Linked DNA regions of Triticum aestivum: region 2 is linked to region 1. The links are chromatin contacts, called in public Hi-C maps. All regions are on one chromosome and are shown on one strand. The core of a region is the stretch at or near the end of the contact, and the rest is flanking DNA. Distances in the headings are between cores, read along the strand shown. Region 1 holds the start of LOC123105854 (very-long-chain aldehyde decarbonylase GL1-10). Region 2 holds the start of LOC123105856 (24-methylenesterol C-methyltransferase 2).

Region 1 (7,355 bases), core at 2,656-5,155:
TCCTTTAGCTACACAATATATTGAGCAAAATATGAAACAATAAATATATGCAGTTTTTACTTAACTAACAGCGAATATATGGCACCATCTTCTCTATTCAAAAGTAAAATAGCTAGTAAATCTTGTTGTAGTGTTTATATTTCAAATTCTAAATTACCTCTGATGAACAACCTTTGTAGTTAATATTTGTATGCAAATGCCAATGAATAATTATGGGAAAATATATGGTGAATTATTTTCATGACAAATCAAATGGAATAGTAAATCGGACCAGTTTTCCCAACTGGTCATACACCCTTCCCGTTAATTGCTCAACGAAAATACAAATTTTGGATTACAGCAATAGAGGAGGCATGGAAAGAGAGCAATAAGTTCGGGGCATTAGCAGGAAATCCATTGCGGGTGCTCGCCATTGAAACACTCGCTACGAGAGAAAAACATGCTACCACCATACTAGCAACAACAACCAAAGAGTTCAACATGGAACACAACAAATAACTAGAATATGAAACTAGACTCGAGAATTTACACACACAAAAACATCGAATCAAGGCGGATAGTGGCCTAGACATCAACAAAGGTGTCAACTCTAGGACCATGAAACGAACAATCTTCAGTCATCTGCCCTGCCAGAGTTGCCGCAACCTTCATCAGCTCCTACACACCTTTCTGCAATTTAGTCCGGTTATCCCCTTTCAGCAATTTAGTCTAGTTATGCCGTTTCAGCAAGCCTGAGCACATCACAAAAGGAAGAAACCGTGAAATACAATTTCAATTGAAATAGCTCTAATTTCCACCACGACGAGCCTGCATACCTAGAGTAGTAGAACTGATCCCTATACTGGTTTGTGTTCTTTTTAAAAGGATTTGGGTCTATTATAAAAGTTCATCAGAAGTACAAGCCACCTCAAACTTGATAAAGTTACATGAGGTCTCTGGACCACCCAATGACTACTATTGCAGTCAAAACAAGCGTCGACGCATTGTTATCACCTCTCCCCTAGCAGAGACAGCTTGACCTTCTGGATACATTATAGCCAGGAACTCTTAGTGCATGTGCCCCTAAAGACCAACATCCTAGAGCCATTGTCGTCGACGTTGAACCCATGAATTGATCTGAAGCATCTAACACCAAATCTCGCCATGACGCATGCACTACGAGAAATCCTAGCCTCGCCGCCCCAATGAGATAACATGAATCTATGCAGGATCTCCATCAACTACGTCCAGTCGAGGAGGATCGAAGCCAGAAAGAGAAAATCGATTAAGAAGCTCCGCCATTCGTCCGTGCGCCGCACCTGTGAAGACTAAAATACACCAACCTAAACTACTAGCCGGAGTGGAGGCCACGTGATTCCCTTCTCCGCCCCCGACACCCAAGCAACCGACAGGGGGGGATGTGAATCCGTAGACACGGCGACGAAGCCTGGAGGAAAGAATTTTCCATAGCCACCGAGGGGAAGGGGTCGAGATGCTTTGTGTGATAAGGAAATGACGAAGATATGTTGACCAAAACATGAAACTGCAAAGATGTGCAGTTTTTACTCAAGTAACAGCGAATATATGCACCATCTTTCTCTATTCAAAAGTAAAGTATGCTAGTAAATCTTGTTGTAGTGTCTATATTTCAGATTCTGAATTGCCTCTAATGAATAAACTTCGTAGTTAATATTTGAATGCACATGTCAGTGAATAATTATGAGAAATATACAGTGAAAGTATTTTTCATGATCAGATGGAACAGTAAATCTTGCCAGTTTTTCCAATTGGTCATTCCCCCTTCCCATTAATTTCTTAATGAAGATACAGATTCTGGATTACAACAATAAAGGAGGCAAAGAAGGAGAGCAATGAGTCGGGGCATTAGCGGGAAATCCACTGTGAATGCTTGCCATTGAAACACTCGCTATGAGACAAAAACTTGCTACCACCATACTAACAACAACAACCAAAGAGTTAAACATGGTACACGACAAATAACTAGAATATGAAACTAGACTCGAGAATTTGCACACACAAAAACAACTAATCAAGGCAGACAGTGGCCTAGGCATCAACAAGGTAGTTCAACACCAGGATCATCAAACACACAAGCTTCAGTCATCCGCCTTGCCAGAGTTGCCGCAACCTTCATCAGCTCCTACACACCTTTCAGCAGTTTAGTCTTGTTATCCCCTTTCAGCAAGCCTGACCATATCAAAAAGGAACAGACAAACAGTGAATACAATTTCAATCGAAATAGCTCTAATTTCCACCACACTTAACCAACAAACCTCCAGGCCCACTTTTTTTCTGCTTAGACCTACAAATCTAGGCCACATCACCACCATATAATAACCTCACAGTTGTAATCAATAAATATAGTTAGTTATACTTTGTTAATTAATTGTAGAAGATAGAAATGCTTATGCTTGTTCTAGCTAGGATAGACATAGGATGAAGAAAATTGCATCACCTTTTTCTAGGCTTGCCTTATGGTATCGGTAGCCCTGTAACAATAAGATGGCACGCGAGGTGATGATCATTAATTGTCCTTTTCTTCTTTGTCAACCCACTCAAGCTTAACTAGTAAATTAGACAGATTTGAATAGCAAATAAATCAATAACAGCAATCTTACTTTATCCGTCCCATACAAATAGTCGCAGAAGGTGAAAACAGAAGAGAAGTTGCTCTGGCTCTGGCCACCCACACGATGATGGTAGTCATGGTGGTCGGCCCCTCCATAGAACGGGATAAGCTTTGTCGGGTTGAATGGAAAGTTGAAGCTGCATTCTCATCAAGCAGTTTGGTTAATTTTATTTATTATAAGAAGTAGCATGATGCATGCTAGCTAGCGTTGGTTATACTAGCTAGTACTCTCTCAGGTCTTTTTTACTCCGCGTTTTAGATTTGTGTCAACTCGAAACTTTGTAGAATTTGACCAAATATATATTAAAAAATATCAACATCTACAATAATACCAAATATATATACTATGAAATTATATTTTATAATAAATCTAACAATATTGATTTGACATTGTGAATGTTGATACCTTTTTCGATAAGTTTTGTCAAAATATAGATGATTTAACTTCGGACAAAACTTGCATGCACACTAAAAAGGAGCGGAGGGAGTAGTTAAACGACTTAATTACCCGCTGTGGATGTCGATGGCCTCTAGGTGGCGTAGGACGAACCAGAGCCAGAGGGTGGTCATGTGGCAGGGCACGATGGCGGGGCCGGTGAAGGCGGGGACGCCGAGGATGAGGACCTCGGCCCAGTGCGCGTAGGGCGCGGCGTATCCGAAGGGCGCCGTGAACTCGTGGTGGACGCGGTGGATGTTGTGGTAGCCCCACCTGGTGTGCAGCAGCCGGTGGATCCAGTAGCCCAGGTAATCCTCCACCAGCAGGTAGACCAACATCTGCGCCGCCACCTCCCCGGCCGACGGCAGCGGCAGCCCCGTCCGGATGCCGACCATCTTGACGGCCGGGTAGGAGACGAGGCTGAGCGCGCCGACGGTGAGGAGCAGGACGCGGCCGGTGTCCAGGTAGCAGCGCAGGAACGCTGCCGGGGAGAGCTGCGCCCGCGGCTGCAGCTTGTACGTGGACGGCCTCATCACGGCGGCGGCGACGCCGTCCGGAGCGGCGCGAGCGCGGAGCTCGAGCAGCGCGAGGGGGAGCGGCGCGATGGTGTAGAGGATGAGGAGGATGGCGACGTTGTGGCAGTAGAGCAGGTGGTCGGGCACGAACGCGGAGTATCGGAGCCAGGCCGCCTCGGCGCGCGTCATGGCGCGGCCCAGCGCCGCCTCCGCCTCCGCCGCCGTCGCGTATGGCAGCATAGGCGACGGGGGTGTGATCGATGATGGTACGTTTCCTGCGTTTTTTGCGGTTGAGCTAGCGCTCGAGCCGCTTTGTAGTAGGCGCTGGCTGGTCTCTGTCGACAGCATAGGTGATGTAGGGCATGTGCGCGGTGAGGGTGCCATGCATGCACGTCGCATGCATGCCCCGCTCAGGGCGGTGATGCTGAGCTACGACGGTTGGTCCGTCATGGAAAGAAAAAGTGAAAAGTGCAAAACTGTACTAGTACACCTAACCTAGGACGAGTGACATGTTTATTCACCTAACCTAGAACGGTAGGCTGACTGACATGTTTATTCACGTAACAGTCGCTCGTCGTACATGCATATGCATGTGCTCGCAACTGCCTGCCTCCGTCGGTAGGGTACGTCCACCAAGCCGACGTTGACGCACCAACCCAACTCCGGCGACGTGTCCGGCCGACCGTGCTAGTTGCCTAGTTATAGTTCTCGGCGAATTTGCCTTCAATTAGTTTTGCTCGTACACGCCCGTATGATCTCAATCATGTCGGGCCCTCGGGGTTTGGTTTAAAACTATAGCTTAGCTGCTTCGATGGACTAGAATTAACAACGCCTTTCAACGCAACTCCGCGGCGCGAGAGGGGGACGCGGCCGTGCTATTCCAGACGAGGCTCGCCAGGAACTCACCGGAGGCGGGGACGACGCGGCTCCAACAGTGCCGTCGACAGAGGAAGAAGGGCTTTGGACCGTCGCATGAAGATCCGATGGTCCCCAAAATAATTGACTGTCGGGAACAACAAATTCAGACGACTGTGCAATAATCAGCCCCATGAAACTGACGCGTCCCCAACAACACTGTCCACCATCATCAACCACCGTCTAAGAGCAAATTCAATTGGGCGACCCATTTCGTCTGCCGCCATTCGTGTGGATCGGCGCGGGCAAAAGAGAAGGCCCAACGCGCCAACTCAAATCCAAATTGAGTCCGCTTCACGTCCGCGCCGACGCATTTGCGGTCTAAATTTGCGCCTCAAATGTGTCGGCGCGGACGCGGAACGGATGCCACGCGCGCCTTTTCGATGTCCGCCGCGTCCCCACCTGGCGATCGTCCAACTGCCCGCGGCCTACCTGGTCAGCTTAATTTATGACCTCGAGCCCATGCATCAGCGACGGCGGTCGTCCTTTTTTAAGCCACCGTGCGGCGGGGCCGTCCTCATCCGCTTCCAGCCAACCCCCGTCCCCATCTAGCCACACTCGCTCCCCATCGCCGGCAAACCCTAGCCACCCCAGCCGTGTCAGATGGGGCTCTTCTCTGACACCGGCAGCAGCAAGGCCAAGGGCAAGTCCCCCGCCGTTCCTTCTCCCTTGGATTTCCGCCCGCCTCCGCCGGCGCTAGCTCGCCGGCCGAGGCAGCGCATCAACGTGACAGTGCACCAGGCGGAGTGGCACTGGCAGCACCACGTGCCTCTCCCGTACCTCGACGCCACCCTGCCGCATGACTGGCAAGATCCGGAGAGGATCCCAGTGCCGGCGGCGCCGCGGTCGTCTAGGGCGCACGCGGAGGAGGTGCGGCGCCGGCGACTGCTCCTGACGCCGGGGCAGCGCCGTGACCCCGCCTACGCAACCGACTCACCCAACTGGGCTCGCTAGTTCGCCTTCGAGCACGAGAAGGCGAGGCGAGGCGGTGTTCGCGAAGTCGACCTTACTGTGCCACTGTCCCGGCTCATCGTTCGCGAGGAGGACCAGACGGCCCTTGCAGCGGTCTACCGGGAGAGCGAGGAGGACGAGTGGCGCAGGGCGGCGGCGGCCGTGGAAGAAGAGGCGGCGTAAGAGACGACCATGGCGCAGGCCATGGCCCTCTCCACGGCGGGCAACTGCGTCCTGCCATCGGTGACCCCGCCGTCCCCTGTCAAAGCCAAGCCGGAGCCGGAGCCGTCCGCCATCGAGCGCTACTCCTGGACGGGAGTAGTGCGCGAGTGGGTCAGCGCGCCACCGGTCTGGGTTGGGGTGTCGCTGGCACAGGAGGCGGCGTACCTCGAACATTGGCGCCAGCGACGGCTGGCCGAGGAGCGCCGCCACAACGAGTACCTCAAGATGCTCGAGCGCGACGCCGAGGACGAGCAGTGTGAGGCCGAGGAGGAGGCGTGCCAGGCCGCGGCGGCACAGCCCGCGCCTGACATAAATGCCCTTTGGAACATGGCGTTCCCCTAGGCCAGCACTGCGCCAACGCTCATCGATCTCATGGACCCCAAGGACAACGACGCCGCCGCCTAGGGCAGCGCGCCATCTCATAGTTTAGTTTGTTTTTATTTTTCTTAAATGCAAATGTGGGCGCGTGGACTCTCGCCAGCTTTCGTGTCCGGCTTTAATGTTTTATTAATGTTTTTTTATTTTAAATATGCATGCATTCTTTTTTGGGGGATCAATAACTCCCGAACGTCAGGGATTTTGGCATTTGGACCCGAACGCCTCGAGTGCCGTCAGATGATTTGCACAAATCTTAGAGCAGGTAACAGAGAAAATTAGTTCGGGATTTTCCGTCGAACGACCTCGTCTTTGCACAAATCTTAGAGCAGGTGACAGAGAAAATTAGTTCGGGATTTTCCGTCGAACGACCTCGTCTCCTTCGCCCCCACCCCTCCCTCCTAGTCTTATCTTTTTCTTTCTCTCACCCACTCTTCCTCTCCACAACTTATCTGTGAGCTAGATCGTCACTGTCGCCAGCTCCTCGCGCCGCCGCGTTGGGCAGTCGAGACCGCATCCATCCGCGTGAATCCACGCCGGCGTAGAGGCGCGGTCGTGGCGAAGGGCGAGCTCCGCCCGCTCGTCTACGTTGTCGCGGCAGCCGTCGCCCCTGCACAGGCGATGCTGACTGGAGCGCGGCGTGACTGGTCCGCGCCCACCGGCTAGAGGTGCGGCCGTGGTGGAGGCAGAGCGCTGCCTGCTCGCCTGCGCCGCGGGGGCGGGCATCTCGGTCGTCTCCTCCTCAAACTCACCGACCGGCTCAAGGTGCGGTCAAACGGAGAGGGCGGCCGCGGCGGTGGCTGGGCCGTACAGGAGCAGCAACGGCGGCGGAGCAATGAAGCATCGTACCATCTTCGCTCTCGTCAGGTGACTTGGGGGAGGCAGCGACGGCTTCCCGGCGTGCACCGGGCGGAAAGCGGAGGCGGGTGCCCTGCGACGAGTTCCCTGGGACAGCGCCATGTGTCCGTGGAGGGGGCAATGGGCTCCTCACCGACAGCGTGTCGGCGTCCATTCTAAGAAGGGAGCCCGGCGGGGAGGTGCTCATCGAGCTCGAGCAACACCACAGCCGAAGGGATCCGACTGGTCCCATTTTTACTGATGTCTGATGATTTTTTTTGCTAGATGCTACTATGAGCTTTTTTAACACATTTTTGCCACGGTTTGTATATGAAATAGTCCCTAAATTTGCCATGCTACGCTTAAATATGAGTAGAACACAATTTTCTGCTGTGATTTATTTAGTTACTAACTTTGCCATGTGAGTAGTACACAAATTTAGTTTTTTGGTCCTATAATACATGGCAATTTCTTA
Region 2 (7,355 bases), core at 2,798-5,297, 370 kb after region 1:
CCTGGATCCAACCCCTCGGTAGGCCAGTCCGTGAGAAAGATCCGCCCCGGCTCGTCGCCTTCCCCTTTGACCTCGCCGTCGCCTTCTTTGCCCGCTCCAGAGCCGCTGTCTTCTCCTTCACCATTGTCGCCGACGAGATGCGTGTGGCGCGGTGGCGCTGGAGCGAGAGCGAGCGCAGAGGAGAGGCGTGAGGAGGAGAAGAGATAATGGGGCGCACTGTTCGGGAGACCCCGGTCCAATGCCTTATATGAGGCCGCTTCCGAGTGGCTGACAGGTAGGCCCAGATGGCTCTGTCAAATCCCGTAACGACCGCACGAGTGATACATGGCGAAAAAGGTGGCGCGGGGATCGAGACGACTCTGCTCTATCTCGTCCGATTACTGCGGCCTCCCCCGTCCCACGCGCTTCCCAAAATTCGGATCCCACCAAATCCGCGGGCAGCAAATAACTTGCCAGACCAAAGATCTCCTCCGCACCGTCGCTCGGAGCCTTACAAGTAAAGAAACTCACTCGACGAAGAATTAAGAATGGATCAAGGCGACTGAAAAGGAGGTTGCTGCCATCACTCGGGTCCGTTGATCTAGAGCAAGATATGCTCATGGCATGAAAAACGAGTCGGAGAGGTCCTCAACTCCTTCCCCACTCAAACCTCGATCCATTCGGGGGCTAATGATGAAGCTATGTACCTAGGGTAGGGTCATGGACCTGTCTTAACCGCCCTACCCAAGGACATCTCTAGAAGAAATCAACTTTCAATCGACTTGAAGGTGTTCCACTCGACAGACTCGAAGCCACTCGACCAAGAAGCGATCACTCGACCAAGATCCAACCACTCGACGACCAAGAGACCTAAAGTCACCCTGCACGCTGACGGTCGGTCATTAAATAGCTTTTATGGTCATCATAGCACTTTATTACTAGCGTTACCAGTAACGCCCTGCCTTAATGTACATTGAACCCTTCGTAACGTGGGCTGGCCGGGGTCCTGGCGCACTCTATATAAGCCACCCCCCTCCTCTAAGACAAGGGTTCGCGCTTCTGTAACTCATACTCACATAATCTAATCGACCGCCTCCGGGCTCCGAGACGTAGGGTTTTTACTTCTTCCGAGAAGGGCCTGAACTCGTAAACCTTGCGTCCTTACAACTTCTCCATAGCTAAGATCTCGCCTCTCCATACTTACCCCCCTATATTACTGTCAGACTTAGAACCACGACAGGCGTATAGCTGGCTGACATCGGCTCCACACGGGCCAAGGGTAGGCACAAGCACAAACTTTAATCTAATCTTCACAAAATTACTTTGCAACTACTATACACATGAGCCTGGCATGTAAGATGATCTTCACCACCAATAGTTAGCCAAAAACCAAAAATACATAGCAATGCCCTCACGAACAATGGATTCAAACACTAAAACCAAAAGAAAACAAATCGGGGGCATTACTGGCATCCATTGGAGAAGATCTGGGAGGAGGACAGATCCACATAGCCGATCCGGTGAACGACTAGAAGAATTGGGGCGCCGAACGGCTCGCGAAGCAGCTGCGGCAGCGACACAGAGGCTAGGGTTATACACTGGTGTGGGACGAATGAGGCGAAAATATAACTCCTCGTCCCGTGCCCACTTATATAGCCCTGAGACCAGAGCGATTGTCCCACTCTTGGTACAACCAGCGGTAGTGAGGGCGGTACTTCTGCTCGCCTGGGGTAGGAGCGGTAGTACCACACACACTACAACGGTTGTAGTGCCCAACGTTATAGCCTACCAGGTGGTCGGTTGAACCACCCACCTGAGCGGTTGTACCGCTTGCCACGGAAATCGCTACTATATGCAATTTTGGAATTTGGGACTTGTGCGTAAAGATATTTAGAGGGTTTTTAGATGAGTAATGGCATGGTATGGAGACAAAGTCACTGAAATAGGGTAGTATACATTCAAATGGTGGAAGATGCAAAGACAAAGACCAACTTTGGAGTGTTCTCCCACATATTTAGCATATAGGTAACCTTAAAGTTTAATATGTCAAAATGAAAATCCAATAACTCCAACTTTCCAAAGGGAAGGGCGGTGGCCGAAGCCACCATGTTTGAGCATTTCACTTGGGCAACGAAGATGTATCTTGAGCCCAATGATCAAATCTTTTAATTGAAGCACATTTGTCACCAAAATGACGATAGTGAATTATTTTTTCATTTATCCATATTCCATAATAAGAAGAGTGTAAGTTCATGGAAAGAACAACACTCCCACTATGTTAAACCGCTCGGCAATTTTTCCTCCTTGACGTCGGAGTGCTTGACACATGCGTCCTCCTCCTTCGCCAAGAGGTCATCGAACCTCCCTGACATCTTGGCTGCCTCCCCTTCTCTCTTTTCCTTCTCCTCCTCCCAACCTTCTTGGGGTCGATTGGATCACCTGCTTCTTCATTGATGTTGATGATGGCGGTCTTGACGTTGTTGGCAATGAATAAATTCCAATTGGGTTACCCACTCAACTTCAACCAACAACGCATGACGATGAAGTTCCTCTTCTCCCTTTCAAGAACAAGTTGCACGCACATGAAGGCTACAAAGAAAGTTGAGAAGGGAGGGGGGTGAGCGGCGGGATGATAGAGGAGATAGTTGAGAGGGGGGGGGGGGTCTCGCAGAAGCACTGCGGTCAGCTCTAAATGTGCGGGCTTCGCCTCAGTTCGGGTGGGCCAGGATGTCGGAGTCCAACGTGGCTAGTGTCCGGACTGCCACAAAGCCCCTCTGGTTTACTTTCGGTTTGCCAACAACGAACACCCAGACCGGTCTACGGACAAATACGAGACACTTTTGAATGGCTTGCGACGTCCGGACAGCTCGGTTCGGACGCTTGCGTGGCGTTGGAGATGGACTAACCATGCTTGTATCTTGGAAGTCCCGTGAATCAAAGAAGGTCCAAAGATGCGCTCAAAAAGCTCAAAATAAACTTTCAATCCACTTTATGAATAAAACACCAACCGAGTCCGTACAAACACCTCGCAAGGCTAGTGACATTTTCCCGGAAAATGTGGCGAACAGCTCATGAAGAAAAAAAACTATAGCTCGCACGTGTGCTAACATGAATGACCGTATCGTGCGAGCATCGTGAGGTAACATGGTTTCTATATCGATCGAGCCAGCGGGCACGCCGTTAAAACCAATGCCACACGATGAATCGACGTCGCATCAGGCTGGAGTCCGACCGATCACATCATCTCCTCCTCTCTTCCCCAGCGAAAAATGCCGATCCACCGAACCAAATCAAATCTGAGTGCTGGCTGCCTGTTTTTTCTTCGTTTTTTTGAATGCTGGCTGGCTCTCTTTTTCTCCCCCGTTCCTAAATATTTATATTTTTAAAGATTTTAAATGGACTATCATATACGGATGTATACAAACATACTTTCTCCGTTCAAAAATACTTTTCAGAGAAATAAATAAAAAAGAATGTAGCTAGAACTAAAATATGTCTAGATACATCTATTTCTTCGACAAGTATTTCCGAACAAAAAAAGTATTTTAAAGTGTATATTCATTCATTTTGCTTGACATGTAGTCATTTGTTAAAATCTAGACAAATATTTACAAACGGAGAGCATCGAAAGTAACTAAAAAATGGCGGCAGCAGATACGAATACTGGCAGCGCAGTGGCAGGAAAAAGAAATGGCCGTACACGTCACCACACACATGGCGGTACGGCAGATTCTCACTGGCTCCGGCTGGCGGAGCCGGATCCCGTGACGTACGGCCACCTGATGTTGGGCCACTGACGCGTGGGTTCAGGTCCACACGTCAGCGAGTGCGCCGTACGTCAGAGGAGCTGCGTCCCCGGCTGGCTGGCGTCCCTTCCTTCATCCCAATCTCACCCACGCACGGTGTCAGACCGCCAGCGCTCCTCCCTACATCGTGCCAAAAACCATCTGGCAGGAGGAGCCAGCGGTGGACCCCACCACCACCACCCCGCCTCCACCATCTCGCCAGAAAAATCAGCCTAAACCCCACAGCAAAGCCCCGAGCGCCGTCGGATCAGATCCCACTCCACCACCACGCACCACCACGCTCCTGCCGGCCTCCGCTCCTTATATTCCGCGGCCGGCCGGATCCCCTGCCCATTTTCCGTCTCCCCCCTCTGTCCTCTCCTCCCTCCTCGAGCTGAGCTGAGCTCGCGCTCGCGGGGAGCGAACGAACCATGGAGCCGGCGACGATGGCGTGGACGGCGGGGCTGGTGGGCGCCGGCCTGGTCTACTGGTTTGTGTGGGTGATGGGCGCGGCGGAGGTGAAGGGGAAGCGGGCGGTGGATCTCAAGATGGGATCCATCACGCGGGACAAGGTGCAGGACAAGTACACGCAGTACTGGTCCTTCTTCCGCCGCCCCAAGGAGACGGCCACCACGCAGGCCTCCGCCGACAAGGTGCCCGCCTTCGTCGACACCTTCTACAACCTCGTCACCGACATCTACGAGTGGGGCTGGGGCCAGTCCTTCCACTTCTCGCCCTCGCTCCCCGGCCGCTCCCACCGCGACGCCACCCGCGTCCACGAGGAGCGCGTCGCCGACCTGCTGGGGGCCAAGCCGGGCCACCGCGTGCTCGACGTCGGCTGCGGCGTCGGCGGGCCCATGCGCGCCATCGCGGCGCACTCCGGCGCCCGCGTCGTCGGCATCACCATCAACGAGTACCAGGTGAACCGCGCCCGCGCGCACAACCGCAAGGCCGGGCTGGACGCGCAGTGCGAGGTGGTGTGCGGCAACTTCATGGCCATGCCCTTCGACGACGCCTCCTTCGACGGCGCCTACTCCATCGAGGCCACCTGCCACGCGCCCAGGCTGCAGGACGTGTACGGCGAGGTGTACCGCGTGCTCATGCCGGGGCGGCTCTACGTGTCCTACGAGTGGGTGACCACGCCGCTGTACCGCGCCGACGACCCGGCGCACGTGGAGGCCATCCACGGCATCGAGCGCGGCGACGCGCTCCCGGGGCTGCGCCGGCAGGACGAGATCGCGTCGATCGCGCAGGAGGTCGGGTTCGAGGTGGTGCAGGAGCTGGACCTGGCCCTCCCACCCTCGCTGCCATGGTGGACGCGGCTCAAGATGGGGCGCCTCGCCTACTGGCGCAACTCGCTGGTGGTGCGCGTGCTCACCCTGCTCCGGATCGCGCCCAAGGGCGTGGTGGAGGTGCACGAGATGCTGTACGAGACCGCGCAGCACCTCACCCTCGGCGGCGAGACCGGCATCTTCTCGCCGATGCACATGGTGGTCCTCCGCAAGCCCGTCGCCGACGCCGCCGAATAGAGCGAGCGATCAAACAAGAAGTAATTTCAATCAATTTCTCATCAGAGGTAAGAAAAACCGGGAGGGAGGACAGGCTTATTATTAGCTAATGGAGCACTACTAGTACAATTGATTTGGTGTTGTAGCCGAGAGAGGAGAGAATAGGAGCGGCCGATGATGCTTACTGTTTGTTGGTGGAGTTGGGCTTTCGGTTTTCGTTTTCGTTTGTTGGAGGAGAGAATAGGAGCGGCCGAGGGAGGACAGGCTTTCGTTTTCGTTTCGATTTTTGGGTGGAGTTGGGCTGCATGCAGGCTGGATTCAGATTTGTTTCTGCTTTGATCCGTGGATTGGATAGATCTTCCTTTTCTTCTATGTATCGTCAGCTATATTTTGTCCTAAAACTCAGATGGAGTCTCGTGTTGCACACTGAAATTGTGCAGGAAATCAATCAGCCTTCTTGGCTGAATCAATCACTCTGTTTCGGTTCCCGTCCGTGTGTTTGGCGGTAAGAAACGGACAAACATTCCCGCGTTCCCCGTTCACTGCGGCTACTCTACCTTATCTTTCTCACCGGCCTCCACGTACGCGGCCAGAGGAAGCTCCAAAGGTTCACGAACTCCGAGCTGTAGCGCGTGGGGGCACTCGGGTGTCCCAATGGCAGGTGGAGCCGTGAGATCGGATCTCGTGGCATAGAGAACTGTGGGTGGTAGGTTGTGGTCGGGGCATCGATCGGTGCAACACAGCACGTGAGCCCGGTCACGGAGGTCGACGCGCCATGTTTCGCCCGCCCGCCCGCCCGCCACCGCTTTCCTTTGTTTTGTTTTGTCCGGAAGAAAGCTGGCTGCCACCTGCGTGCCTGTCCTTTGCTTTTCTGCGCGGCCGCCGGCCCGTCCGTGGCCCCTCGCCAGAGGCCGCCACAAGTCAGTCTCTCTGGTGGCAGTGGCAGCGGGGAATCGTGTCGAAAATATCCGGTGGAGCATGTCGATGGCAGGTGGGGTCGTTCGTGTCAGTCGGCGTGCGCTGGGGGGCCTCTGCCGGTGACAGGACCAGTCTGTCGATGCGCTGGCACGCAGAGGACGACGTGGAACTTTCGGCTTTGTTGTGTAGCAACTTTCAGATAGGTTTGGAATTTACGATTTCCCCATTTTTTGCATGTAGTACGTTGCAGATTACTACTTCCAGACGATATACGGATTAAAAACTCTCGCAGGTTCACCATATTGCTAGCTGTAGCCTCCAAACCAGTTTATACTAGCACGTTTCATATTCTAACTTTAGGCTAACTCCACTGTGCGACCCTATCCTGTCCGTTCCCGTCTGTTTGGGGTAAAAGGAACAAACGAGACGGTCCAGTGCGCGGGCGCAAACGGATTTTTGTCCGCTTTGTGTCCGCTTTCGACCCATCCCTGCGCCGGTTTTGGGATGAAACGGAAAGCGCGCAGACGGGCGGGACGCGCGCGCTTGTTCTCCCCTGGCCCGCCTGTTGGTGTGAGAAACCAAAACCCTCCACGCCCATTTGGCGTCATTTCCCCCAAACCCTCTCACGTCCCTCCCGCCGCACCCTTTCTCCCTCGTCCATGGCGGACGCCCCGCCGAGTTCCGGCGGCCTGGCCGTCGACCCGCCCGCAAAGGTGAAGAAGAAGGCACCAAGGAAGCCGCAGTCGGAGTGCACGCCGGAGGAGATCGCCAAGTTGGACGCGGAATCGGCGAAGAGGAGGAAACGGAGAGCGGTCGTCAAGGTCAATGCCGCCGCGGCCAAGTTTGCCGCCCAGCGCGAGGAGCTGGAGGCCGTGCGGCGCAAGGCCTCTGCCGACGAGAAGGAGGACCTCCTCAACAAAGCGCACGCCATCCTCATGCTTGGCATGGGCCGTCCGGCCGGGTTCCCTACAGCGGCCGCCGGCCCCGCGAGCACAGGCTCGTCGGTCGCCCGGCCTCCGCATTGCCAGTCGCCGACGTCGCGGACCGCGCCCATGTCGCCCGGCTTTACTCCATCAAGGCACGACGGCCAGACCCGTTTCTCGGGGTCACCGGACGTGGGCTTGTTCGCGCCGTCCACACCGCGTCACGCGGCCATCATCGACCT

What was found. A called contact is a pair of places that touch in the nucleus more often than the background predicts.
Region 2: a contact with region 1 is called in a Hi-C map of leaf, with 2.9 times the contacts expected there. The contact joins the promoter of LOC123105856 here to the promoter of LOC123105854 in region 1. A contact is called at or near these places in 2 of 5 Hi-C or Micro-C datasets (both in leaf).

Annotation. Positions count from the first base shown.
Region 1 is chr5A:670,740,242-670,747,596 of IWGSC CS RefSeq v2.1, forward strand. LOC123105854 (very-long-chain aldehyde decarbonylase GL1-10) reads right to left here and starts at 3,906. Exons shown (of 3, transcript XM_044528017.1): 1 at 3,138-3,906; 2 at 2,619-2,766; 3 at 1,739-2,187. The coding sequence starts at 3,820. The coding sequence ends at 2,179.
Region 2 is chr5A:671,106,103-671,113,457 of IWGSC CS RefSeq v2.1, forward strand. It overlaps LOC123105856 (24-methylenesterol C-methyltransferase 2), which reads left to right and starts at 4,048. Exons shown (of 1, transcript XM_044528018.1): 1 at 4,048-5,742. The coding sequence starts at 4,196. The coding sequence ends at 5,293.